Linked DNA regions of Sus scrofa: region 2 is linked to region 1. The links are chromatin contacts, called in public Hi-C maps. All regions are on one chromosome and are shown on one strand. The core of a region is the stretch at or near the end of the contact, and the rest is flanking DNA. Distances in the headings are between cores, read along the strand shown.

What was found. Hi-C and Micro-C count contacts between places; a contact is called where the count stands out from the background.
Region 2: a Hi-C map of liver shows a contact between it and region 1, with 4 times the contacts expected there. The contact joins two enhancer-like sites. A contact is called at or near these places in 1 of 47 Hi-C or Micro-C datasets (liver) and 2 of 2 datasets of contacts at active chromatin or transcription factors (alveolar macrophages and skeletal muscle).

Annotation. Positions count from the first base shown.
Region 1 is chr9:20,706,286-20,709,355 of Sscrofa11.1, reverse strand. No RefSeq gene overlaps it. Among named protein-coding and RNA genes, the nearest start is that of FZD4, 14 kb to the left of the region's middle. Within about 2 kb of position 1,650, at least 39 of the 83 cell types and tissues checked have an H3K27ac peak or open chromatin away from gene starts, as enhancers often do. A contact at or near this core is called in liver, where this site is marked.
Region 2 is chr9:20,920,912-20,923,654 of Sscrofa11.1, reverse strand. The region is part of intron 7 of TMEM135 (transmembrane protein 135); the gene reads right to left. Among named protein-coding and RNA genes, the nearest start is that of TMEM135, 180 kb to the right of the region's middle. Within about 2 kb of position 1,269, at least 6 of the 83 cell types and tissues checked have an H3K27ac peak or open chromatin away from gene starts, as enhancers often do. A contact at or near this core is called in liver, where this site is marked.

The DNA of each region.
Region 1 (3,070 bases), core at 401-2,900:
CACCAAATGTAAACGACAAGAGCCATCACACAGGCTGTTCTTGCCCAAAAGATGTTTGGGTGGTAGCTGCAGAAAATCCTCTAGTCTCCAAAATGGGTTTGAGGGTGATCACCTACCTTACCTACTGGGTTGATAAGCTGTCTCTCTTCTCTCTTCTCTTCCCTTTTTTCTCTTCTCTCCTCCCCCCAACAAATATTCGCTGAGCGCCTACAGTATGTAGAACACTGGAGTGGGCTGTGGAAGGGAGAGAGGGAGTGATTGCAGAAAACCGCAAAGACAAGGTCCAGCTTCGAGTCCAAAAGTGCAGATGACGAAACGGAGAAGGAATTCATCTGTTATTAACAAGCTTAAAACTCCAAACCTGGAAAAACAAATCCTCTATTGCTTAGTAAATATTTGTGGAAGAGCTGAATGAGGGTCCACCCTGTGCCAGTCTGGGAGGGTCTCCCCAAGATACCTCAGGCACAACCTTTCGCTCCAGAAGTTCATGGCAACTAAGCACCTGCCCCTAAACCCGCTAAAGGACTCGGACCCGCGAAGGGATCAGCGCTACGGTTCCTATCATGTTTGCTATGTACTTTCTTCGTAATCTGAGTCCTAGGGCCTTGTTGGTTTAGTGTGGGTAGAACAGCTTCTGAGCGCTGAGTGCCGTGGGAAAAAGAAAACACTTTCCAAACCAGCGTCATCCCACTTGGTCCCGAAAGGACACGTCTGCCTCAACAGGTGACCGTGTGGGGAGGAAGAAGAGAAAGGAAAGGGCAGGTCCCTCCCAAGGACCAGACCTTTTCTCAAACTTGGTCTGCTCGCCAACACCATCCTCTGTGCAGAATGTCAAAAATAGCAAAATTTCCGAGGTGCCCTCGGCGGCGTGTAGTCAAAGGATGGGCCGCCTCCATCTGCACGTGTTTTCGGGCGCACGTGTTGATTTATGATCCTCGCCCCGCGTAGGTGGCGTGCGTAGGTGCGTCTGTCCTCCGGACCCGCTCTCTTGCGTCCCTCGTGCTGTGATGCTATGAACCCAAAGAGACTGCTCCGTGGAAGTGAGGCGCACACCCCACCCTCCCGCCCAGAGCGAGAGGCAGACATGTGTGAATAAACTTGGCCGCCAGACGCCTGTGGGGAGGTGCGGGCGGCGAGTCGGGCCCGTGTAACTGGAGCCTGAGACTCTCGCAGTGGGAGGGAAGGTGGGCTGAGGCCAAGTTCCGAAAGGCGCAGGGGAGGTGGCCCAAGTGTGAGGGCGAGGGAGGCGCACGTCCACGCTGGTGTTTCGCAGACCTGGCCCCGGCTGCTGCGGGGGCTGTGGGCTGGAGACAGGCGAGCAGGAGGCAGGCAGACCGGTGTGGGCGACAAAGCACCAGGGCCTGGGCGAAGGGGGGAGCAGAGAGATGGAAAGGAGGGGGCGATTTTCAGAGAAACCACAACACACGGCGTCCTCTGCGCACAGTTCAGTGAGCCGAAGCTGTGCTTTCTAAAGCGCCTGCCTTTCAGAGCCCTGGAGCTTTCTGTTTGCTCTGCACACCTGATCTAGTCCACTCCCCCGGTTGGGTTGCCAGTTCTAGATAAATGACGACCCTGTCACTCCAGGGCTGCCGCAGATCGCACCCGGGAGAGCTGGGGTTTCCCCAGTGAGACTGTCCCCTCCCCCCACCCCCAGGCCGGCCTGACACCAGCGGTTGGTGGCTGGAAGGGACGAGGGCCTTGGGAGGAGAGCCCAGTGTTTAGCTGTTTATGGAGTGTTAAGGGGCCCCTCCCTCCACGTCTTTCGGGCTCAGGGTTTCCTATCAAGACACTTCTCAGAAGAGCCTATGGGCTAGTTCCATAGGAAGAGCTTCATTTCCTACAAACTTAATCCCGTTCGCATCTCCCATCTAGATGTTACTTCTCTACACAGCTTTCTTTGCAGGCTACTGTTATCAAAGTCTGGACTGCCCAACCAGATCCATTGGCAAAAGGTATCGTGAGCACACGCATTTTCCCTAGTCCTCTTCCTTTTAAATCAGAGATTCTGTATAACATTTTCCATAAGTGAAAGAGAGAGAACCACTTCCTAGCTTTTTTTTTTTTTTTGAAACAACAGACCTTCCTTTTGGATTTACATCAACATTTAGCTAACTTCCTGAACACTTCACCCATTTCCTGAACTTATTCTGAGGAAGGAAAAACATCCTCCTTCAGAAATAAATGCAAATAATCGCAGAGATTATTTTTATTAAATAAATAGTGTAAATGCAATGGAATTTCCTGTGCAATGTACGTTTACTGTGGCTATTTCAACAAAAATCTATTTGTTGTGATCCTGTAGGGATCATCGTATTTGCAGGAATCTGAGGAATTAAAATCATCATGTATCTACTCTAGAGATAAGTCCTGAACATTTGCATTTTTTGCTGTTGTTAAAAAAATATTTTTTTTTAACTGAAAAAAACGCTAGGGGAAATGGTTTTCTTTGGTCAGCAAGTTTGAAGTTTTCTTTAAAATGGGATTCTTATGACACCTAGTGGTGAATATGGGAAGGACACCTTCAGAGTCGAAGATGACTTCCTAGAAGAGTCTCAACGGTCAGGATTTTTTGTTTATGCATCTGCTTGGGAGAAAACACACCATTCCAAGCACACACACACACACACACACACACACACACACACACACACACATAATGCTTTTTTTTCCCATTATAGCTGGTTTACAGTGTTCTTTCAATTTTCTACTGTAGAGCATGGTGACCCGGTTACACAAACATATATACATTCTTTTTCTCACATTATCATGCTCCATCAAGCACTTCTTAATGCCCTTATTGCCTTAGAATCCTGAGAAGAGGTGACGTGGCAATGGCAACCCTTAAGCACTTCTGGAGATGTTCTCCTCCTTGATTAATATTTCCTCAGAGCCAGCCACCACCTAAGACTAAACTGGTTCAATTTGAGAATAAATGAAAAATGTGAGACTTTGCAAAAAAAACACATCAATATATCAAGCTGTGCTCAGGTTAACTTCAGTTTGTTTGGTTTTTTTTAAGTCCTGTGTTTTGATTTTTTCTTCTTTCTTTCTGTCTCTTTTTGGCCTTGCC
Region 2 (2,743 bases), core at 20-2,519, 210 kb before region 1:
ACTCTTTCTACAAAAACTTACTGTACTACCATGCCGGGGTCTAGGACAGGACAACAGACACAGTACCTACAAGTGTGGAAGCTTGAAATGTGCTCTTTTGTAGTCCCTGAGCATAACCAGATATGCCTGTGTACAGTCATTTACTCTCAAGGACAAGTTCTCAAATGGCCCAGAAATCTTTCCCTGCTGCTGGCTTCTCATTACCTTCAGAGGTATCCCAGGTTACATCACTTTGCAAGATTCATGCAGCTCAATGTTCTGCCATATGCTGCCATCACAGAACTGTATAATTGTCATTAAAAAAAAAAAAGCCTGTATTTATTAAAAATTGGGAGCACATCTCCTATGGGAGACTATTAGAGAAGCACCAGTTTGGCTCCTAGCAGGCAAAGACATCTGACCTCTTTGCGTGGAAAGAGACCTATGTCACAAATACTGACTGACATGAATGAAACTATCAGAGACAGCTCAAGCCAAAATGTGGTTTATAAAACTTAACTGCTCAAAGACTGTACATTCCCAGGCCCTTATCAATGAATACTAACTCTGAACATTAGCTCTGTAAGAAGCAGGTTATAATCAGAAGGTTTACTGATGAACACAGGACCAAAGCAAGATAAATTAATTAAGGTTGAATACATACAGGTGTTAAGCTAAAACCAGAAGATCCACTATTCCTACTCTGTTTCTATCAGTGTCTTGCCACCTATCAGAGGCAAGACACATTCTTGGGCCATAGTATATTCTCTCTGCTGTCCTGGCCCTGCTAACCTTTCACCTACCACTCCTGGCTCTCCCTTTCTTGAATGACCAGCACCCTCTGTAATTTACAAAGTTCTCCTTTGGAATTGCTGATATACTCAATTATATTTCAGTCAAATGTGGTTCTTACCTAGGAACCTTTCTAAATCCTTCAAAGTGATTACATATCTTTGCTTTAGTTTCTTTTATGACTCTCACAATTGGGACAAAAGGTATTCAAAGTTCCCATCATTTACTGGCAAGAAAGAAATGCAGAAGAGTTCATTTGGGTAGTGTTAAAGTAATTTAAAACAGAAACCTTTAGACTGAGGTGGCTCTAATGCCTTGGTAGCCTACATAAGCAAATAAAACCTAAGCCAGGATAAAATTCCTATAAATGTCTCAAGGTTAAAAAAAAAAAAAAAAATCGAAACCTAAGAACAACCAGTCATAACAACCAACCACCTAGGTTTTTCCAAATAAGGCAATGGCTTAACCTACAGCCAATCAAATCATTTCTTTGCACTGCTTCATGTCTGCTCTGTAAAAACCTTTCCCCTGGCTTCTTTCCACAGAGCACTCCTAACCACCTTCAGTTTGGAGTTGCCCAATTAGAATCTGTTTGCTCAGATAAGTTCTTATAAAATGTAATGTGCCCCAGTTTATCTTTAAACAGTTCAAACCTGAAAAAGGTCTACAAATTTTATCCAAAAACCAATGGCTTTTATGCAGACAAACTGTGCTATCTGTTAATATTCACTACCAAGCCTACACGTGGAGAGAGAGGTAGAATATCTGATTTCATCCTCTTAATAATTATGAGTAGATTATTACTATGCCCAATTCATATTGATAAACATGCCCCAGATCTCACAGCTATGAAGTCAAAGAGCCCTTTCTTTACCAACTGATTATCCTGCTGTACTATCTCAAGAGAATTTCAATGCTTTATGTCTGGCGATCTTTACAAACAAGGGGCTTGCTAAAAAAACAAACAAGAGTTGCTAAAAAAATAGATCTCTTTAAGTGTTCCCTCACTTTCCAACCTCCACCTCCCAATCTTCTAACTGATCTTCAAAAGGAATAGACAAAGGGAAGGCAAGAGAGTGAATGGGTCAGAGGTACCAAACGTTATAATGCTTCCCACAGCCTCTTCAATACTACAAAATCTCCTTACTTTCTACGTTCTTTCCCTAGTTCTTCTCACTATACTTTTCATTCCAGATCTCACTAAGTCCATGACAAAAGGATGCCTAGGAATATGAGATAAAAGACACAGAACTTAGCAACAGCAATAACAGCTCTGCCCTTAAAACAGTCAATAAACTAGGCATATACAGTTACTTGACGGTAATAAACAATATGTTTACATGAAACACCAAAATCCAATTTCATTAAAAATTTCATGTTCCGAGAGGCAGCATTTCCCTCTGGAAAGTACTAATTGAGAAGAAATGAGATACTTTCTCTGAGCCTCAACTTTATATTTATAAAATGGGGCTAAGAATGCATATCTTTAGCACTGTTTTGAGGACTTAATGATACAATAAATGTATGTAAAGCATTTAGGCACATTACTTGGCACAATGATGAGGTACAATAAAATGATGGTGGTTGTTGCTACCACATAGCTTGGAAAATTTATGCTCTCACTTAAGTACACAATGTTATGATGATAAACCATTAAGCCAGAAACATGTGGTCCCTGAATCCCAAAGACAGATCTAAAGGACACCTGAAAAGTCCACTAAAACTATTTCAGGTTACAGCAAAAATCACAGAAAATCAGAGAACAAGAGCATGAGGTATGAAGATCACAATAGAACTTCCAAGGACAATACAAAGCAGAATTATTAATTTCATCAACCCTAGCTTTCCCCTGGGTGCCACTTCCAGAGTCCATCCAAAGAGCCCAGTGACCCAAAGTAAACAGCACAGGGCTCCAAACTAAAATACATTTGAGCTGGAGTTCCTTTTGTGACTCAATCGTAATGAATCTGAC